Regions from separate parts of the Zea mays genome. Here all the other regions are linked to region 3. The links are chromatin contacts, called in public Hi-C maps. All regions are on one chromosome and are shown on one strand. Each heading gives the region's core, a stretch centred on a gene start, on an enhancer-like site or on the middle of the called end of the contact. The rest is flanking DNA. Distances are from core to core; before and after follow the strand shown.

Region 1 (3,934 bases), core at 289-2,788, 170 kb before region 3:
CATACCGTTTCCAATGGCGACCGTCGCAAACGCAGAAACGCCGTAGCCCGGAGCCTCCAGATCGTACTCAAACGTCCAGTAGTTCTTGCCGTCCACGGTGCGCTGCAAAAATAGTAGGATAGGCCGCTTATTTCACTAGCACCATTTTTTTTATTTTTTTGCTCAGAGTTATCCAACTAGATTTGGCAACTCCAAACAAATGATAATTGCATGCATAAAGCGATGAACAGATGACAGACCTCTTGCATGTCGTAGATCGACGGTATTTGGTTCGGGGCAGCGTAGACGTTGTTTACCAGGTTGAAGATGGCCTGGTGTAATGTGGAAAAAAAAACATATTCATCACATCAGCAAAAGTGATTATCAGAGCTAAAACGTATATAATTTAAACGGAGGAGAGAGTATGTGTTTTATCTTTTGTGCCTAATCAAAGTGAAGAACACATAGTTTTTCCATAAAAAAGAAGAAGAATACATAGTCGAAAGAAGGAAACAAAACCCCCACCTCATCCATCGGTCCTAGGTCGCGGATGTCTGTTTTCTCGGTAGGAATGAACCCCACACGAACACACTGAAGGGCCAGGTTGCGGTCTTTGAACGCAGAATCATGACCCAAGAAGTCGAAATCCTATCCAGGGACAAGGGAACGAAGGCACCATGAAAATCACCCTACAGTTCTTAACTGTTCAAGAATCGATCGCATGGCGCCAACCTACCCTCCATTCAGCTGGATAAAGGTACGAGTACCCGTCTTTCGCGTCCACGTACGACTTGTAATTCTTCGGCACCTCTGAACAGCTCCGATCAGTGTCAAACAGGTAAGAAACGCAAAAAAAACGCTGCTCGAGGACACCGTCCTAGTCCGATCCTGATAGATACAATGCCAGGCCATCTATATAGGGATGATCGTTACCTTCAGCGAACGCAGCAGAGCTTGTCCTCAGTAGGCCAGTGGCTAACGCTCCAGCACCAAGCAAAGCTAGCCGTCTCTTCGTGACCTCTATACAAGCGGAGAGATGTTATGAACCAGGATTCTGTCGACCACTAGATGCATGAACGGAAAAAAAACAACAACAACAACAAAAGGGGGGGTTACTGGTGTCGTCCAAAGATCCTTGGATCGAGCTCGCCGCCACAGCTGAGGGAGGAGCCCTGTTCAGTTTGGTAGTCGCCGCGCAATTTGGCACAGCCAGCTGGAAACAAGCAACGGGTTCAAGCTGTTATTACTCCTCAGAACTGCAGGGAAAGTAAATGAATTCCAGAAAAAAACAGTGAGGAAGGGGCTTGAGCACGTACTTGTTTGGATACGGAGCAGACCAGGTTCTGCAGGCTCGCCATTTCGGCTTCAGTTGTTCAGGGTAGCGCTGAGCTCGAGGGAGAGTTCTGTGAAGCTTGTTACCCCCATCGTCAGTTATCCATAGCTGCTGGACACGCTCGAGCTCACTTTTCCACTATCGAGTGGGTGGTGGAACCGTGGAAGGGCTCGCTTTTCCCCTATCGAGTGTGTGGGTGGAAGCCAAGGCAGCCAAGTCAGCATGCTCATTATCCTCTCATTTCAGCACTCTTGCTTCTTTGTCTTGGACAGAGCACTGGCTGACAAAAATGGGCGTCCCTCTCAACAGGCAAACAGCCCTTCTGGTGGGTAGGTCGTTGATGACCCAAGACGAACTGTTCTGAATACAGTGATTTTTATGCCAAAAAAACAAAATTTCCAGGTTACATAATTTCATGACACCATGATAAGCGATATACAACAACGGCCACAATTATTCAATGCTAGTAAGCCTGTTGCATAATGCAGCTAGGTTTATTTGTTTTTTTCCTTAGTTGATTTATTAGTTTTTTCTTAGCTAATTGATAGTTGATCAATTAGTTCCCTTTTTTAACTAATTGATAGTTGTTTGTTAGTTTCCTTTCTTAACTAATTGGTTGATTTTTCCTTAGTTAATTGATAGTTAATTAAATAGTTTCAATAGTGTTTGAATGAGAGTCACGTACGAACGAGGTAAACACCAGAGTAGTTTTTGGTGGCGGCGTGATGCTAAAAAATCGAGGGGCGCCTCATCCCATGTTGACCTTAAACCAAACACAGTAAAAGACACTAGGCGCCATTCAAATCCACAACACATCAATAATCTTATAAGTTTTACCGAGCAAGCACTAACATGGCACCGGCCTAGGATTTAGGCAGCATGGCCATGGCCCGTGGCAGGACGTGCTGCAGCTTGAGCTGATGATTTATTACTTCCTTTCACTGCAAGGCCTTTTGCTCGCCAAACTATGACCATAAGTGCCGGAGCCGGAGCCGGAGCTTCTCCCCTGGCTTGAGTCTGCGGTGGCCGGAACCGGAACGACATCCTGCGGCGATTCTGCGACGTCCACCAAGAACATGTCAGGGTCGAAATGCTCCTGGCTCGAGCTCGAGGAAGCGAAGCCAAGCAGCGACGGCTGAACGGCGCAGGTGTCCAGAGACGAGTCGATGCTCCTGTGGCCGAAGCCGCTGGACGACGCAACGCAGTAGTAGCCAGTTCCCGCACGGGCACGCTGCCCCCGCGGCCCGAACGCGGCAGGAGCGAGTGCCTGGGCCTGGGCCTGGGCCTGGGCCTGGATGTGCTCGTAGCCGGTGGCGGCGAACGCGTCAGGCCGCGCGACTCTGGAGCACGATGCTCCGGGAACCGCCGCCTTCATCCGGGCGTTCCTTGCCTGGAGGTCCGCGAGCAGCATCCTCGCCTGGTTCCTGGCCTCGTCCCTTTCTTGCATCCTCCTCCGTGCGAGCGTGGCCAGATGCCAGATTGCATCGTCAGCCTCCGCAGACAAAGCGAGGATCTTTTGCCGCTCCAGTCTGGCCCAGCCAAGTTGCTCCTCCAGAACTCTGCGCTCCTGCCAGCAGAACGAGCAAGGGCAAAGCTATTTGATTTAGTAGTACGAACTCTGCGCTAATGGAATTGCAATGCAAACGTTGTCAAATTCATACGCTCCTTAGAACCCAAAATGCGTACGAAATCTCGACAACATGGTAAACATATACCACTGAAAAAGCTCGCAGTCTTCCAAGATCCATCCATTGATCTAGCTAGATAAATTATACGTAAATCACTACAAAAGATACAATATTATACCCGAAATACTGATGCCAATTGCCAAGCAATGTACAATATTATTATATATAGTAGGTCACTAGGTTGCATCTCTAGCGAGTTCATAACAAGATTGTGAAGAACAGAGTGCACAGAAGACAGTTTCTTTTTTCTTCAAGAGAAAAGTAGGGAAAATGCTGGAACAAGGGAAGGGAAGGGAGGAACATACCTCTGCATCGCTGGTCGATGAAACGTGATCTTCCCTCAGAAGGCCCTGCTCCTCTGTGTTGTTCTGCATCACATATCCTTACCTCTCACCTTTCTCTTTCCCAAAATGATTTATGAGCCGTTCTGCGTATCACTCTATTCTCTGTGCTGTGCTTTCCTCATGTGATCTCCTGCCCAGATAGCACGAACAAACGGAAGGGCTCAGTACTGCAACATTTTGCGTTAGGAAAAAAATGGAAAGCACGTTACAGAAGTAACAGGTGGATTCGCGAGATACATACCATGTTAGCAAGCTTTTAATAGCACTTATTATGGTTTTGAACTTACCATGTACACATTCAGGGACGAGAAACAAATTCGACATTGCATGCTACTTTACTCAAATGACTGATCAGAAATGGAAGGCATAAGTGAGAATATTATGTTGATTTTACATGATACAAATTGAAATCCAATATTGCTGGATTTCTTATCTAACCCTAATCAGAATCTTTGCATGCAGCATCCTAACGTCTGACGAGCACGCTAAATTAAGGTGGTAACATATCGGCAAGATATCTTGCCATCTTTACAACATTTGAGCATCCCAGAATTTGGCGCATTCTCCACTCAGGTTACTGGTTGACAGGC
Region 2 (3,562 bases), core at 65-2,564, 150 kb after region 3:
ATGAAATGCTACGGAGTTTGACTTATATGCTCCAACCAGAGGGGATGCGCTCAACAATCTAGTACTGGTAAAGAGTTTAGATGAAACTTATTCCACGCAAAACTGTCAATTCAAGGTCTAGTCCATTGTGCAGTTGTGGTCAAGTGTAGTCTAGATTCTAGGTAAATGTTCAACTTAACAATCTCCATCGAAACACCAGTATATCAAACGTTTGAGATGATGACATCATTTTAGTGTGAGTTGGAATTTGGTGGGGATTGTTTAATTAATGTGGGCCTGGTCCATATTAATATTCAATAATAGTCAATGCTAAAGGCTCACTTTAATGCTACGGTGTACTAGTACTTTAGTACCATACCGGAAGTTCAAGCGACAATTCAATCAACTTAATAGGTGGACCATTAGTGCATCTATTGAGAAGGTGAGAAAAGGATGAAGGACTGCCACACGTGCGCGCCGCCGGCCGGGCCATGGTCGTGGCCGTGGGTGTGGTATATGTATATCGGACCTTGGTCCGAATATTCCTTTCTAACGGTTGCACATTTTGTCTAGAGTGATGACCGTCCATTACGGTCGTCCGTTACTGGCTGTTTCCTGTGTTATGGCTAGTAACTGATGGATTGTAATGGTTGTCAGCTAGTAACGGACGTCACTGATGGCGTCAGTTTCTGGCTGGCTGTAACGGTAGCTCTGATGGCGACCGTTACTGTCTGTTGGCCTCCCTCTACGCGTGTATATATATACGGAGGTGGGGCTGCTTCTGGTGATGACAGCACAATGAACAGTCTCAGACGCATTGCACACAGTCATTCCCGTCCCACCTTCTGCGAGCACAGAGTGTGGAAGAGCATGCCTCCGAAATCGTCGTCTGCAGAGCGACACTTGCACGGGTGTGCAGGCGATCATATTTTTGGGGAGCGTACTCGCGACTGCTCGCTTCGTCCGCTCAATCATCACTGGTCAACTTCCTCAGCGCTGGCACCGTTCGAGGGACTGCACTACGTGCATCTGACTGCATCGACTGCATACGACTAAACATACACACAAGATGTCTCGTGTGAATGGAGTCACTGATACCTTCAGCATCGATCCCTCCGTAGGGTACAATCCGTTCTTTGTAGTTATACATATTTTACTATTATTTATTATTTATGTGAGTAGTGATACACATATGCATATACATATCGTCACATACTTCACTGTGATTTTTTATATTAAATTAAAACTAAAATTGTTTATTTTTTATCAACCTAAAGTCCTAAAGAGGCAAGCCAGAGAAAGTATGTAGCCGAACCTCCGCCCGCCCGCGACCCAAAAGCCGAAAGCCCGAAACCAGAGGCGGGTAGGGTTCTAGCTGCAGGCGACGGCCATGGCCGCCTCCGCCGCCGCCCCGGCGCTGCTTCGACGCCTCTTCTGCAGCTCTATTCCAGCCTCCTCCTCCGTACTGCGCGCTACCTTTTGCTCCTCCGCCGGCTTCGGCTCGTCTTCTCCGTCCTCCATATTCGGCGACGCCACCGAGGTCGCCAACGTGCCACCGCTCACCACGCCCAACCTCTTCGTCAGTGGTAACGTCTCTCCGCTTCGCCCCGTCCCACCAAACTCGTCGCACTAATACAAAACAGGTGTGTGCGTGAATTTAAAGCTGCGGGCACTTGGATACCTTAATGCTATGTTTGTGAGCAATCCATTTGGGGAACTAGGGATAACCAGTAAGCTTTATCGATGAAGCACAGCATTTAAACCTGTTACAGACTCCTAGTTTGCATCCCATCCTGCAGCTCTTGTGCCGTCAAATCCTATTGCACCTGTGCGTTTTGCTTGATTTTCTTTTTACCAGTGCATAAAAATGGCCGTGTTCCATGTCCATCGGTTGTAGTTTGCCGCTATGCTCAGTAATAAACACTTCTCTCAGTAAGAAGCAGCTCCCAGTTCATTTTCACCTGTAGGTTTTCCATAAAAATAAACTGCTTTGAGGGTCCTGATTTACATTAACTTGGGCGCAGGCCTTTCAAGGTTAACGACAGATGAGAAGCTCCAGGGTGCATTTGCTCCTTTCGGGAGGCTCCTTGAAGGTACACGGGAAGCTTTCTTCGAGTAGTTATGTTCAGGCCTCTGTTCATCCTGTTCCTCACTCTTAATTGTAGTGTGCTTTTGTGTTACTGTGTGCAGCAAAAGTGGTGACGGATAGAGTTTCTGGGAGGTCAAAGGGTTTCGGTTTCGTGAGATATGCCACCATAGAAGAGGCCGAGAGAGCGCGGCAGGAGATGAACGCCAAGTTCCTGGATGGATGGGTCATCTTCGTTGACCCTGCCAAGCCAAGGCAGCCAAAGCCCGCTCCTCAGCAGGACACTGGTTCATCGCATGCTGGCTTCACGACGAACAAGACTGTAGGATGGTGCGGCTAGGCTCATTGATCTGTCGCGATATTTCACGGCACAAAACTTGGATTGCAGGGGTGGATCTAGGGGTGTTAGTCACCCGGATAAAATTTATAAATTCTTTAGAAAAACACAGTTAAAGTTCAAGAAAATTTGTATCATGTAGCAAACCTGACCTTGCTACCCGATAATATTTTTGGTTAGATTCGCCATTTATTGGATGGTGGGCAGCCGAACCGAGAGTTCACTTTGGCATGGCATGGCCGGGCAATGCAGATAGCTGGGACACAGCTCTGCTATGTTTGGCCTCGTTGTTTTTTTTTCATTCGGAGATAGCGCATGATGACCGGTGCACTGCAAAGTTGATTATGCTATTTCTAACTCTCTTCGCATGGTTGCCCGTCGTCCTGTTACCGGTCTTTTGCAATTTATGAGACGCTACCCCACAGATTTGGCCGATATATTCCAGACCAGAACAACATATGAGACACTTCAGATAATTGGTTGGCGTGTGATGGCACAACGTCGAGACAATCCAATTTTTTTTTAGCTAGGTGAAGCTAGTTTCTTGGTTTTTAAGAAACTGAGAATCTAATTTCTATAAACTTAGTCATAAACGGATATGTTTGAAATCACTTTAATTTCTATAAACCAGTATTTTAAAAATTGGGTGCTTCCAAACAGTACATCAGTTGATGCATATAGACGTAGAAACGTTACTAACTGCAAACTTCGTGCCCATAGTAAACGACCAGGCATAAAAATGGATCATAATGGATTTAGAGTCTGTTTATGCATCATATCATTTGAGTGTGTTTTGAAGGCTGCTATCATATGGATTTTTAATGTATTACATTCACCTCGAACGGTTAGCACTAAACGGGTGAGAAAATGAAATAACTGCACGATAGCGGATCGACAAGTGAATTACACGGAATCAAACAACAATAGTGTGCATCTTACGAAACATAAAAAAACAATAGTATGAAACATCAAGCAACAGATAATGAAACATGCCAAAATTTGAGTCAACCTTCAAATAACGAGTGTTGTTTAGTATTACTCTGGATTTATGGTGGGAGTGTGCGTGTAACGGGGCACGGCGGAAAGATATATAGGTGTCCAACCGCCTTAAAACTTGTTCGGTTAAAAGTGAATTAAAGACTTGTTCCGTTAGAGATAGA
Region 3 (3,647 bases), core at 864-3,363:
GAGGGGGGGACCTGTTGCATCGAAGCGTGACCAAGTGTGCTCCTGTTGAATTGAGTATGGATTTACCTGACACATTGATGATTCTGGATTCTTGTAGTGGACCAGTAGCATCCAAATGTAAGCTTTCCGGGCGAAAGATCCATGATTCGGATCATGTCATGGGCTTCATTTGCCGTTTTCTGCTCACACCTTACCTGCATAAACTAGAGTTAGCCACTAGTTTAAGCCTGAACGGGTTGATAGAATAGTGTCGTCACGGTCAATGTGGGTCATGCATCTCCTATCCGATCACTCGCAGGCAGCAAGCGCGGCATCATTGCCGGTTTGAAGAGAGAAACTATTGGTGCTGCCACAGCACCGGGTCAGAGTTGTCCTTGCATTCTTAATCTCGTGCTGCTGCCCTTGGCTGCTACTGCCATGACTTTGCGAGATGAAACAGTCGCTTCCTGGTGTGCAGAAGGCTGCTGCAGCTGCGAGGAGCGACAGGTTCTGAACTTCTGACTGACTTGTGAGACTCGTCGGCGGCAGGTGTGAATAGTAGTAGTATTACAGATGGCAGAGAGCTAGGGACGGCAGGCGCGGCCGTGACCAAGGTTTGCTGTGTTGAGGTCCTTACCTAGTTTTAAGAAGTTTTTATCTTTTCCATAGGAGAAGTCCGCTTCTTGGTTAATCTAGTTTTTATAAATTGATATGTTTGGTCTATAAAACAGTTTTTTAAATACTGGATACACGTAAACAGGGGGTTTCATATATGGAACAGATATCCTTTGACAGTCTTTTGGTAGTGTATTTTTAGCAGCGTATTCGGTTCCTGTATTCAAATGGCAGGCACCTTTTTACCTTTCCTCTGGTCATTTTGCAAGCTGCCCCCCTGTTTTCGTGAGCTTATATTAATTATATGCAGATATCAATATATGTCGTGAAGAATCTTGCGGCTCCGACTTGAGAGCAGCCTGATGTCTTCGGTCTTCCTACACGCCATTTTTATACTGGAAACTCTGGATCGGAAATCTGGACGAGGAAGTGCATCTGATCTGACCTTGCCTTTCTGAATTCGGAGGGTAGGAAGTTCCTCGTCTGACAATCTTCTCGGTTTTTGGATAATACGCGGCGGTTCGAGTCCCAACAGAATCTGCATAAAGTACTTACTCATTTTGTAGAAAGTAACACGCATTCCTGGGCGATCTTTAGACATCAAATACGGTTCTTCCTTGGCCGTAAAGGCAAGCCAAATTTACCAAGCTTGACTCTGGATAAAGCAAGCGACAAAGCTAAAGTGATCTATACTATGCTCTGGCCGTATCAGTATGCATGGGAGAACTCTGCCACGCGCCCACGCCAGCTCTCCTCTAACCCTCTCCAATCTGTTAGTGATCCAAGTAGACAGCTCTACTATTTTTTTCCCTATATATAGTTGGTGACGTTTGAGGAAAACAAAAATTTCCTCCCATAGATTTTAGATCTGTGACGTTTGAGGAAACAAAGCGCGGCCGGACGGAGGTGGATCGAGCAGGAGCAGCGCTGATGCGACGCGTCCCGATAAACAATTGGCCGGCCTCCTAACCTGGCTGGCTGCTCGATCCGATCTCTGGCGAGAGGACGGCAAAAAAAAAAAAACTCTTTTTGTCCGAGCTCCAACACTGGTCAACCGGGTTCAAACCCTACGCCGTGACACTCGTCAGCACGGGAGAGCAAGCGACAGAGCGAGACAAGAGCCTATGCCACAATCTAATCTGCCACTCCAATCTTTTACAACGAGGTGCCCGGCAGTCGGCTGTCGAATAGGATACCAGGAGTACGTTTGAGAGTTGGAGTGGCAGCAGCGAATCACATTCGTGGTTAGTTAGCACGCGGGATTAGTGATGGCTGATGATGAGTAAGTACGTTCATCATCGTGTAAGAAGTCAAAGGGGTTTGCTGAGTTGGACAGGGAGAGGAAAACAAAAGCCTGAAACGGCAGGATCATCAGCGCTAGCTAGAGTTTCTGTTTTATTTATTTATTAGAGCATGGGTATTTATGGTTATTGGGGGGGCTACTGTACTAATGAATCCCCCTGCCTTCTCTTTCTCTTTCTCTATCTACCGAGCCGGCAAAGGACTCCACTGGGTTCGGGCTCCTCCTTTTCCGTTGCCCCGGCGTGCTCCTCTTCTCTTCTCTTCTCTGCCTGCCCATCCGCACATCCATCCACTAATATTGGCAGAGCGGCGTCCGAGTGGAAACGGCAGCAGACGAAAAGCCCAAGCAGACCACGCATTGATCGCAGCTCATCATCAACCATCAATCATCATCATCACGGCGGCGCGCACGTCGTCGTACTGCTCTGCTAGCCAGCCCTTTGTATTTAAGCCGACGCTCTGCTGGGCTCGCTTCTCCCTTCCTCTCCGCTCGTCTCCGCTAGCTAGCTGCACCATCGTGCATGCGTTCCCGGCCGCCGCGCCGCCCGCCTGCAGGACCCGCGCTGCCGATCGACGTCGGTGCACAATGTGGAACTGCTCGTCGCTCCTGCTGCAGTACGGCGACGACTACGGTACGTTCTCCTAATACCGTCCCACGATCCTCAGCTCCTCGTCGCGTTTCCGTCTGGAATACATATTCATCGATCGATCGTGGCTTCTCTTCGGTGCGCGCAGCAGCCAGGTGCGAGAGCTCTAGTTCACCGGCAGGAGCTGTGGGCCTGGACAGGATGTGAGTTCTATACTTGTACCTCCCTTCCATGTCGTCGCTGCAGTGCACTGGTTTCGTTCGGGAGTTTTGGGTGTTCTTCCTGGACATTCTCGTCGTGTGTCACTCCCAAGTAACTGGAATTTGTTTCTGCGCTGTGAGCAGACTAGCGGCGGAGTATGGCCGGTTCGATTCTCTGGACCTGTCGCCGCCGCCGCCGCTTCACGGTCTTCAGGCGCAGACGCTTTTTGCTATTCACGGTTCTTCAGAGAACTGCCTAGGTACTTTCCTCTCTGTATCTTTTGTTTGTGCGTGTTGATGTGTTCGTTCAACGACGTCGTCTCACACTGACTGTGCATGAGTGAGCCAGGAATAGGCGCGAATCCAATCTACAGCACCGAGGCCCGGCCCGCGTTCTCGCAGCTCAGCTTCACCCAGCCAGCTGCTGATACCGCTGCCGTAATCTTCTCGAAACCTTCTATAGCTAGTATAATGCATGCTGATGGTTCTATTCTATATATTGAAACTTATGCATGCCTGTTTCTGTCATGTCAGCACTACTCGATGAAATGGACGGCAGCGGGGGAGACGGCGACCGGTGGCGGGGGAAGCCGTCTCAGGGGATCGAAGAGGCTCAAGACAAAGACGCCAGCCACAGCACAAGGTCCACAGCACCACGGCCAGCGGTGCAGTCCGAAACCAACAACAAGTCAGTCTATCAAGGTAACCAAGGCGGTTTGTGTTTATTTGTTGATACTTGATACCTGCCTGCCTGCCTAGTCATGGACATCAACATCACCTGGACGTTCTGGATTCTGAATGTTTTTTCTTTCTTTTTTGTTATTGCTTTGTGCAGGCACCACCATGTAAGAGGAGCCAGAAGCTGGGGGACAAGATCACGGCGCTTCAGCAGCTAGTCTCCCCTTATGGCAAGGTAAGCTCTTGGACTTGCCGCTCATGTCCTGTACCCCTACTTGTGACCTGG

What was found. Hi-C and Micro-C count contacts between places; a contact is called where the count stands out from the background.
Region 1: a Hi-C map of leaf shows a contact between it and region 3, with 2.0 times the contacts expected there. The contact joins the promoter of LOC103634474 here to the promoter of LOC100272342 in region 3. A contact is called at or near these places in 4 of 25 Hi-C or Micro-C datasets (ear, leaf and root tip).
Region 2: a Hi-C map of leaf shows a contact between it and region 3, with 4 times the contacts expected there. The contact joins the promoter of LOC100283990 here to the promoter of LOC100272342 in region 3. A contact is called at or near these places in 5 of 25 Hi-C or Micro-C datasets (ear, endosperm, leaf and 1 more).

What each region holds. Positions count from the first base shown.
Region 1 is chr1:42,028,482-42,032,415 of Zm-B73-REFERENCE-NAM-5.0, reverse strand. It overlaps LOC103634474 (photosynthetic NDH subunit of lumenal location 1, chloroplastic), which reads right to left and starts at 1,538. Exons shown (of 8, transcript XM_020546054.3): 1 at 1,296-1,538; 2 at 1,096-1,192; 3 at 913-999; 4 at 716-789; 5 at 505-627; 6 at 240-311; 7 at 6-102. The coding sequence starts at 1,337. LOC103634473 (125 kDa kinesin-related protein) reads right to left here. Exons shown (of 23, transcript NM_001346726.1): 23 at 3,671-3,934. The coding sequence ends at 3,919.
Region 2 is chr1:41,703,282-41,706,843 of Zm-B73-REFERENCE-NAM-5.0, reverse strand. It overlaps LOC100283990 (RNA binding protein), which reads left to right and starts at 1,314. Exons shown (of 3, transcript NM_001156888.2): 1 at 1,314-1,565; 2 at 2,004-2,072; 3 at 2,170-2,590. The coding sequence starts at 1,370. The coding sequence ends at 2,405.
Region 3 is chr1:41,858,219-41,861,865 of Zm-B73-REFERENCE-NAM-5.0, reverse strand. It overlaps LOC100272342, which reads left to right and starts at 2,113. Exons shown (of 9, transcript NM_001146825.1): 1 at 2,113-2,528; 2 at 2,632-2,686; 3 at 2,828-2,943; 4 at 3,033-3,121; 5 at 3,218-3,385; 6 at 3,519-3,596. The coding sequence starts at 2,483.